Regions from separate parts of the Mus musculus genome. Here all the other regions are linked to region 2. The links are chromatin contacts, called in public ChIA-PET and promoter capture Hi-C maps. All regions are on one chromosome and are shown on one strand. Each heading gives the region's core, a stretch centred on a gene start, on an enhancer-like site or on the middle of the called end of the contact. The rest is flanking DNA. Distances are from core to core; before and after follow the strand shown. Region 1 holds the start of Psmd1 (proteasome (prosome, macropain) 26S subunit, non-ATPase, 1). Region 2 holds the start of A630001G21Rik (RIKEN cDNA A630001G21 gene). Region 3 holds the start of Spata3 (spermatogenesis associated 3).

Region 1 (3,302 bases), core at 679-3,178, 330 kb before region 2:
CAGTCAGCTCTAAAAACTCAGGGGACTGATGTCTTCATTCAAGGCACACTGTTTAACATCTGCCACACACTCGGCAGTGTCCTTAGAATTATGGAAGCAGGTCTCCTGACCAAAATTCTACTCTGGAGTTCAGTGTAACAGATTAAGACAAGTTAACATGGTCATTACAGAACTGTGATGCCAGTTAGTGTTTCTAATAGAGGGATAAAGTCGAGATGAACACTGGAGATTTACAACACCTCGTGAGAGAAAAGGCTAGAGTAGGAACAGAATGTACAAGAACTCTTAAGTAGGAGAGAGGCCGAACAAAAAGTATAGCATGTTTACGATGTAATGGGAATGAGAAATGCTACACAAAGTTCCCAAAGCAAATTTGGAACTAGAGGAATGAGCTTAGACAAAGTATTGGGGAAAAAAAAAGAAAAGTCTTGAGGCTCATAGCCTAGGCAAGAGACAAAGGTGGCCTGGACCACATTCCAAATGAGGTGGCTATCTCTGCGTCCACCCTAACAGTATTCTATTAAGCACCCACACAACTATGATCAGTGAAGCCACCACTTTGAAGACCAGTGGTAATGGCGGGGCCTAAGCCTATTCTTACAAGTGGCAAAAAATCTAGTATTTTCCTCCAGAGCTAATTGGAAAAAAGAAAAGAAAATGCTTCTTTTGATGGGAACTAAAATTCATTGCAATCATCTGTCTCTATCAGGACAAAAGTCTAACTTCAAGTCCAAACACTTCTTCACGTGTTTAAAAATAACCAGCACAGAGTGTAGTAGTACACTACACATTTTTAATCCTAGTATTTAGGAAGCAGGGGCAGGAGATCTCTGTGAGTTTGAGGTCAGCTTGGTCTACACAGTGAGTTCGAGGACAGCTAGAGCTACACAGTGAGACCCTCCCCACCGTACAGCATACTGTCTACTGAGAACCCGTTTGTTCAAAATCAAATACTTGTAGAACAAGTACAGAATAGGAATAACAACCAAGCAAGGGTACGCAAGCAGCCAGGGCTGAGAAAGCATCGAGACTGGGAACAGCTATACGCAGTTCAAGTCTGTAGTGGGCTTGAAAAATCTCCATGTAGAAGTTCATCTCCCTCCACACCTTCCCATTTCAAAAGCCATTACAAGTATCTACCATACAAGTGTGCGAAACCTGCTTTGCAGTCCTGAGGATCTAAACACACACAGTAAGGTGGCTCTCCAGTCAATGCTGCCTTCACTGAACGAGGTTCTTAGGTGAATACGGTAGCACCAAAAACCCAGCCACCTCAAACCTAATTTCGGACTTCCAGGAGAAGATATCTCATGCACAAGCCAGAAGCACTTAGTGTAGCAGTTAGGCTGCCAGGCCAGGACCTGCTATAAGATGCTTACGATGACACCGGGGCCCATCCCAAACCGAAACACCTGCGGGGAAGGATTGGGGGGTCACTCGACCAAGAAGCGGACAGAGAATAAAGGTCCAGCGACCGCCTAGGAGCCCGGTCTGGTCCTGGAACGGGGGTGTGGCTGGAGAGGGACGGCCGGGTGGCTACCTGGTCCTATTCCTACGAACCCCAGGGGCCTGCAGTGACCTGGCCAGTTTCCCAGCCCTCGATCCCCGAGGTGGGCCTCGGGCAGAGGGGCCTCGCAGGCCGGCGCTCGACCCGGAGGTGCCCAGTCACCCGCCCTGACTCAGCTAAACGCCGGCGCGGCGGCGGCTCCTCACTGGGGCGCCTGCTCCCGGCAGCACTCACCGGCTGAAGTGATCATGGCTGCGCCCTGCACTCGCCGATCCACTCGTCCACAGTCCTGGCCAAGCCCTGGATCTGTCAGCTCAGGGCCCGCTTGCTCTACCGCACCTCCAGGGTCCCGGGTGCGCTGCTCAGTCAGTCCCCTCCACAGGCCGCCGGCTCGCTTCTAGCCGAGGACCCCGCCCGCCCTAGGGCTGCCCGCATCTCCGCCTGAGGCTTGGCTCAAATTCACCGCCACGCTGTGTCTTTTATGCAGCTTCCGCCTCTCGAGATCATGCAACAAGGTAAAAAAACATGTCGTTGTTTTTTATAACTCTCCGTGAAGTCAGAGATCTGGCCGGCTGCGAACGGACATTCATTTCTAGTTGCAATCAGGCTTCAAAATAGACACCCTTGCAAAGAGAGGCCCACTCATCACCCGCCATTGCTAAGAGAATGAGTGTTAGGGGAGGTATAAGCATTGCTCGCAGCGCCACCTAAGGCTATGGAGGTCTCACTGCAATAATGCCCACCAACCCAAGACTACAGGGAAGTATTTTCTTAGAAAAGCGACTGAGGCAGAAGGATCTTGAATTCGAGGCCAGCCTGGGCTATAAAAGATCTGCTATCAAAGTAGGGGAAGGTGGTGGTGGGATAATGCTGGAAAGGCGACTTGGTCGCTTAAGTGGTTGCCATAAAAGCATGAAGACCTGAAGTTGAGTTAGGATTCCCAGTGGCCGGTGTAAACCCAGTGCTGGGGGAGGTGAAGGCAGGTGGATATCTGGGGCTTGCTGGCCGGCCTGTGTAGCCGGTTGGTGAGCTCCTGGTCTAGTAAGAGACTCTTGTTTCCAAAAAATAAAGTGGCTGGGTGTTGTGGTTCACACCTTAATCACAGCACTCAAGAAGCAGAGGAAAAGGCAGGAAGATCTCTGTGGATTTAAGGCCAGCCTGGCCTACAAGTGGGTTCCAGGACAGCCAGAGCTACAAAGTAAGACCTTGAGGAGTGTGGGGGTAGGGAAGGAAGAGTGGGAGAGCAATTGAGGAAGACACCCAATGTCAACCTCCGGCCTACTTGCGTATATGTGTATATATGTGTATATACATATACATGTGTATATGTTTGACACAAACTTGCCTCCATGCCTGTGTCTTTCGTACAGCCTCATCCAGCGAAGGCCCCCCTCCCCCCAAATATGAACATACACAAAAATAGACTGTCCAGGTGTCAAACATGGTGGTACACCCCTTGGGAGGCAATGGTAGGCAGATCTCTGTGAGTTCCAGGCCAGCCTCATCTCCATAGTGAATTCTAGTGAAGGAGGAGTCAATTGTGAGACCCTGTCTTAAAAAGGCTGGGTTGGTGGCAGTTCGGAGAGTTGCCTTTAGTGGTTAAGCTTCCAGAGAACCCAAGTACAATTCTGAGCACCCACATCGAGTAGCTCACAACTACTTGTAACTCCAGCTCCAGGGGGTTTGATGCTCTCTTTTGGCCTCCACAGGTACCTATACTCATGGGCACATAGACACACACAAATAAGTAATAAATACCTCTTTAAAAATAGAAAGCCTGTCTCTAAAATACAAA
Region 2 (3,192 bases), core at 228-2,727:
ATTTCTTTGCAGGGGTGCCACCCACATATTCGGACACCATAGCTTGAACACTATCACATCTGCTGGAGCTGGCTAAAGTCCCTGGCAACACCAGAGGTTTCATTTAGTGATAAGAAAGGACTCGGTTTAGTAATCACCTGGGCCACAGAGGAGCTGGCTAACTGCTTTTCCTTCTTGCTTGGTGTCTTCTCTTTGGTATCATTGTTTCTTTTTAGTCTCTGCAAGACTGGAGGGGATCAAGAGGAAGGGTTGGGCTTAGAAAAGGCTTTTTTTTTTTTTTTTTAATACTTCTGGTAAGGCTGCCCCTACCGCCCCCAGCACAGCTGTGGCCAGTTTGTTCCATGCCAGCCAACTAAGCAGCTAAGACATATCATTGCTGTAATGTGCCTGCCAGTTATTGATGCAGAAAAAACGACTCCCCTCAGAGCAGGGCCATGCTGACCACATACTCTGTTATGTTCTGTACGTTAAGAGGTTTGCTAATCTTAAGATATTCCACAACTATAAGCTTCAGGTAGGACTCATCAAATTAAAGGTCAATACGAACTGTTATGTCTAAAATGGTTTGAGTCAGGGCTGACTACTGGGCAGCACTTCTAGGTCCTGCCTGTGAACTCATTGTGGGTTTTGCAGTTTTATTTGTTATAAGTCTCTCCTGAGAAATGTCCAGTGTGTATCTTTGAGCTGTCGTCCTGGCGGATGAGTCTTGTGTTCAATAAGCCATCCCTGTTTAACTGAGATAGGTGTTTCTGTGGTTTGTGGGGCGACTCCTGGACCCCAACAACTTGCTCCATTGTAATTTTATATTAGTACTCTCTAGAGTACTCTTGCATGGTGATCACTTACTGGGGAATATTTTGGTGATAGCTCCACGAAGTCTGACATTTCTGGGTGTGGTGATTTGAATGAAAATGTCCCTCTCTCACGGTCTTAGGTGGTTGGGTGTGAGGTTTCCAGTCTAAGGTGCTGTTTGGGGGAGGATTAGACATGGTGTACCTTGAGGAAGTACATCTCGGAGTTTTGAGGTTTCGAAGGCACACACCGTTTCCAGTCCCCCACCCCCATTCCTGCAGTAAGAGATTCGAGCTCCGTTGTTCCTGTACCGTGACTGCGGCTGATTGTTTCTATTCTCTGCCATGTTGGACTTTTACCCCTCTGGAACTGTAAAAGCCCAAATAAACTCTCCTTTACGATGCCTTGAGTGTGGTATTTTATCAGAGCAGCAGAAGAGTAACTGCTACAGGTCCCACCTTCAAAATATTTCATTATGTGTAAAGCAAATATCATCAAATCTCCAAAAGCTGGAAAGCTAAATATGATTATGGTCCAAGTGGTTTCAGGCTGAAGGCCTCTCAACCTGTATTTCTAAAGGTGCAGTAACCAAGTGCTACCACCAGAGGTCAGGATAGACTTTGCAGAGACCCGAGAGAGGGAACGTGGTACAGGGAGACACAGAGGAAGTGAATGCAAATTTCACTAAAGTTTTCCCTAAACCCACCCCAGATCGAGGTCCTAGCTTTCGCTCTGCTTTCTGTACTTGCTACTGACCACAATTGACGCCCGCCGTGAGGAAGGCTGAAGGTGTCCCCTGCGGACTCCCCCAGACCCAAGGTAGCTAACTGGGGAGGAGGTGGAAGGGTGTTTGGGATGAAGTGAGGGAGAGGAGGGAGGGAGGCCTTGACTCCCAGAGGACTCCTTAAATGAGTCTATGAAATAGCCCGATACCAGACAGATTAATGCACCACAGAGAGCAAACTTATTAACGAACAAGAGAGGTGCTTAAGCATTCTTTTGGAAGGGGAAGGGGTGTTAGGCAGCCTGTGAAGTGTTTTAGGTGAAAACAAACAGATAGAATGGATGGTGGCTTGAGACAGAGTTTCTCTGAGAGAGCTGACTTCTAGCTTCCTCTCCTGGCATGAGACAATCACTCTTCTATGGAACTCTCAGGGAAGCACTGCTGTAAGGGAATTCTCTCAAAAGACCTGCCTTTAGGCAGAAGAGGGCTTTCAGAGAAAGTCTCCAACACGTGCTGTTTCTCCTTGCTCATCTCAAGGGTTCCAAAGTGGTACACTTGGGCTGCTATGTCCTGTACTCCTTCCTGTAAGAGGGTCAGGACCGGAGCCATTTACGGACCAGCCTCAGGGGAGCACCCAGCCTGAGGTCATATCCTTCAGGGAGGGAAGGGGTGGAGTCTGCCCCCAGGGGGCCACTGCTGATTTCCCCTTAGTGCCCTGCGCTGCTCCTCCTGGGGTAGGGTTGTGGTTGGCGGGGGTGGGGGTAAGGCTAGGAGGTGGGGGTGGGGGGCAAGCAGAGGAGGTGCCACTTGCTAGCCCCTGAAGCTGTCTATATGTGTTTGCTCATTTTTATCGCACCGGCAGTGTGGTTTGGGATGGACCAACTACCGTTCAGGAAAGGACATTAGCAAGTTCCTGCTTCTAGAGGAAGAGCTAAGGGCTAGGATGAAGGCTTAGCACTTCTTTGTCCAAGTTTAATTCCTGGTTTCGTTTTTCTGTTAAAAATCGTTAAATTTCAAAAGTGTACTCAGACCCTGACTTTCCAGTTCAGCCCTGCCCACATCCAGTCGTGGCCTAATCGAGGGAGGAGGGCAGGGACCCCGGAAATCTTTCTTTGCCAATACCCAGCATTGTTTTGGAGAGACTGATTCTTGGTAGAAGCTATAATCCAGCAGAATAGAAAGCTGGGGTGATCTGCCAAGCCTTTGCTCCGACTGGGTCCCATTTTGCCTTTGTCCAGCTATGTCAACACTATCCAAAACAATTACTGATTCAACAACCACTATAGAATTTCCAACAGCCCTTCCCACCATATTCTAATAGTTTGGGCTTTTCCGGCCCACAAAAATGGAGATGCTGAACCTCAGAGTCGTACGGTACTGTAGGGGCCCCTGAAGAGCCAGAACGGTCTTAGGGAAGAATACAGATAGATGGATGAGTTACCCTTTCCATCTCTGAAACACTTCAAACCTGCAGTTCCCAAGGCAGTGGGGTGCTCTGGCGTGGGGACTAACAAATGGACTGAAGAGAGATACATGAGCAGGCATAGATAGTGGGTTTTCAGCAGGGATGTTAAGACTAAACTGAAATGTTTAATGCTTTTGAATTTCATACATAGGTACTGTGTTTTCATCATTTCCATTCTCCTGTCCCCTTCACTGTCCCCTTCACTGTCCCC
Region 3 (3,103 bases), core at 118-2,617, 290 kb before region 2:
AGATGGAGACTTCTTTTTGACAGCTGGCCAGCCATTTAATATTAGGCAGAGCTAAACTAAATTAAAATGATGGCTACAAAATACTGTTTTTACATTTTTGGTTTGCTTTATACATTGCGCAGACCCTTTTCTAGTATCTTCTGTGGGAAGGGATGACAAGCAGAAATATAGGATGCCTATTTGGAACAGATACTAAGGATTATAACATTATTTGTGGCTTATCTGAAGTTAGGAGTTAGTCAGGAGTCCTATATTTTGATCTAGCCATCCTCTCTGTAGTCCAAGGTCAGATCTCTTAGGGTAACATGGAAAGACAAAACAAAACTCCTATCTTCCATCTGACAAACAGAAACCCCCAATTCTCTCAAAGGCTGTACCATAGTCATCTACCTCCATCACCCTGTACTATCTTCTTTGGAGTGGTCTGGCCTCTCGAATAACCAATAAAAGGTAGCCAGAAGGCATATCACTGCTTCCTTTCTTTTAGTCTATATTTGCTTTTAATTTCTGAATGGATACTAACTGACTCCTAATGAGAGGGTCTCCCCCCATGGAGCCGTAAATGTTAGTATGTATCCATGGCTGTTTGCAGCGAGACCTGAGATGCTACAGAAGGACATAGCCTAGGGATTCTACTCTCTCATAAAAATCATCCTCTTGGCCGGGCGTGGTGGCACATGCCTTTAATCCCAGGACTTGGAAGACAGAGGCAGGCGGATTTCTGAGTTCGAGGCCAGCCTGGTCTACAAAGTGATTTCCAGGGCAGCTAGGGCTACACAGAGAAACCCTGTCTTGAAAAACCTAAGGGGGAAAAAAATCATCCCCTCCACAGCTTATAAACTTAGCCCCGGGCAGCATGCTGACTATACACCACCACCACCAGACTGGAGCCCACCTCTGGTAGCTCTGGGACTCTATCAGCAAGAAGGCTAGAACTGCCTTAAAGCAGGAAGTCCGCCCACCTGCTTTCCTGCTTGGAAGAATTGGTTTAGGTTCCATGGGTACCAGGAACGGAGATGAGGCAGGTTTCTCTGGAGGCGGGAGAGGCTGTGGTGTATGCTGTTGCGGTTTAGGCTCAGGGTTAACTTGGTGTGGTGTGGTGGACTCCTGGCAAGGCTGTGGCTTAGATGGTGGCGAGGCGGGCTCTGGACATGACGGCGGGGTTTCTGAGCTGGGCTGCTGTGAGGAATCGGAGCTAGTCTGCGGTGAAATGGAATTCCTGCGGCGCCTGGAATCAGACTTTTTCTTTTTGACCTTCTTCATGGTGATCCTTCTAGAGTAACACCGTGGAGCTACATGGAGCTGTGAATTTCCTGGCTCCCTCCCTAGGTAGGCAGTCTCCCCTGTGGGTATGTCTCTGATCTTTGACCACAGCAAGGTCCCACAGACAAGAGTCACCCATACCTCCTGTGAGGTCACAAAAGCCAGGCTGGCCCCTGTGGCTAGGGCTCTGGCACCGGTTTCCTCTCCCAGGGCTTCCTGCTTGAACCGGCAGGAGGCAGCAGCTGCCTTGTTCCTCCATGGTCTAATTAAGACAGTCTTTGGGCCTAAGAGAACTGGATCCATGATTATGTGACCAGAGCCTCAGGCACCTTTCGGCTGCACGTTCCAGGGTCCGTGAGAGCTACTTTTTATTCGAAGACATCCTGAATAGGAAGGATTCTCAGCTCCGTTGCTGGTTTCTACGTGTCTATCCCCAAACACAAACATTATGGTTAACATTTAGGGAACTTTCCTGAAGATTTGACTTCCTTTTTTAGCATTTTACCTCCCACAACCCACTGCCTTCTGTCATCTCTGAATATATGTGAACACGAGTGCTTGCTTGTATGAGTGTGTGTGTATGTCTAAACTTTTATAAGAATCCTCGAATTTGGCCAATTCTACCTTAAGCCAGTTCTCAGAAAACGAAAAATTTCTCAAATTCATTTCATTGGTATTACCTCCCAAAACACTGGTTAGGTCAAACAAACTATGAATCTCTTAACAATTTAACTTCCATTTTAGGGTGGAAGAGTGAAAAGTGTTTTGAAAAGATAGCCTGTCACACATCACAATAGAAAAGTGCGTTCCCAGAAAGAACTTCCTCCATGAAGTAGGTAAGCTGCGTGGGTAAAGTACACCTGCCCTACTCAGACACCAGAAGCTGGGGAAGGGGTGAGGATGCAGTAAGGAGGGTGGAGGGAGAGCGAGTGAGCCAGAAAGGTCCTAGACAAGCTACACACAAAGGCTAGACCAGATGTCAACAGTGAAGTGAGAGAATCTATTTTCAGGCTTCTAGAGCCAGCAAAGACTTTGCTGACTATTATTATTATTATTACATTATTGTCATCACTATTATTATTATCCCAAAAAGGATATTGATGTTCAGAGAAATTCAGTTATATAAGTACCTCCCAAACTAAATCCCCATTTCTAGTTGATTGGTGACACACTCAAGATTAAGTTCTAAAGGGTTATTTTTCTTTATGACCCCAGTAGGCAATGGGGAGTCAGATTATACAGACTTTGAAATTAAAGAATTGGAAAAAAATTAAGTTTCTTGCATGAGAAGATTAGAGAAAGATATGGGTTGGGAGTGCAGCTTAGATCAGTATGGCTCAGGCTGTGTCTGGTTGGTTTGGAGCAAGGCGGTTCAGTGGGTAGGTGAATCTACAAGAAGCTGGCAGTTTCTGAGGTCAAAGATCTATGGGCCATTTGAAGGGATGACATTCAGAATCAGGCTGGAACCTTTTCAGTGACTGCTAGACTTTGACTGATGAGCATAACCTGATTGAAATCAGTTTCTCAGTCTCAGTCCTGATTGACACTATGGGCTAGATAATATCTTTTGGAGGAGGCTGTTCTGTGTGTTATAGGAAGCTCTGCAGCCTCTCTGGCTTTGACTGGCCAGCACCCCATCAGTGTAAGGAAAAGAACATCTCCAGATGTGGCTAAATATGCCCAGAGCTTGGAGAAGGTGTTAACATTTTTCCTGGTTGAAAACAACCGGTTTAAACGAATCTGATGGGACAGGAACATATTTGGGTAGAATTTAAGTAGCCATGAAATAGCCAGTTCATTTCTCCTTAAAGGGATGCCACAGGGTATGGGACACACAAGC

Evidence for each region. ChIA-PET counts read pairs in DNA pulled down with a chosen protein or histone mark. Capture Hi-C pulls out chosen DNA fragments and counts their contacts.
Region 1: a promoter capture Hi-C map of adipose tissue shows a contact between it and region 2. The contact joins the promoter of Psmd1 here to the promoter of A630001G21Rik in region 2. A contact is called at or near these places in 1 of 39 promoter capture datasets (pre-B cells), 4 of 484 Hi-C or Micro-C datasets (CD4 T cells, double positive thymocytes, hematopoietic stem and progenitor cells and 1 more), 3 of 115 datasets of contacts at active chromatin or transcription factors (effector CD8 T cells, embryonic stem cells and memory CD8 T cells) and 1 of 9 other capture datasets (adipose tissue).
Region 3: a contact with region 2 is called in an RNA polymerase II ChIA-PET map of memory CD8 T cells, with 16 read pairs. The contact joins the promoter of Spata3 here to the promoter of A630001G21Rik in region 2. A contact is called at or near these places in 6 of 39 promoter capture datasets (embryonic stem cells, hippocampal neurons, liver and 1 more), 25 of 484 Hi-C or Micro-C datasets (B cells, the Ba/F3 cell line, CD4 T cells and 10 more), 4 of 115 datasets of contacts at active chromatin or transcription factors (embryonic stem cells, memory CD8 T cells and thymic regulatory T cells) and 4 of 9 other capture datasets (adipose tissue, embryonic stem cells, liver and 1 more).

What each region holds. Positions count from the first base shown.
Region 1 is chr1:86,063,245-86,066,546 of GRCm38.p6, reverse strand. Psmd1 (proteasome (prosome, macropain) 26S subunit, non-ATPase, 1) reads right to left here and starts at 1,928. Exons shown (of 25, transcript NM_027357.2): 1 at 1,742-1,928. The coding sequence starts at 1,757.
Region 2 is chr1:85,734,891-85,738,082 of GRCm38.p6, reverse strand. A630001G21Rik (RIKEN cDNA A630001G21 gene) reads left to right here and starts at 1,477. Exons shown (of 6, transcript NM_177055.3): 1 at 1,477-1,611.
Region 3 is chr1:86,020,209-86,023,311 of GRCm38.p6, reverse strand. It overlaps Spata3 (spermatogenesis associated 3), which reads right to left and starts at 1,367. Exons shown (of 4, transcript NM_001122732.2): 1 at 963-1,367. The coding sequence starts at 1,263.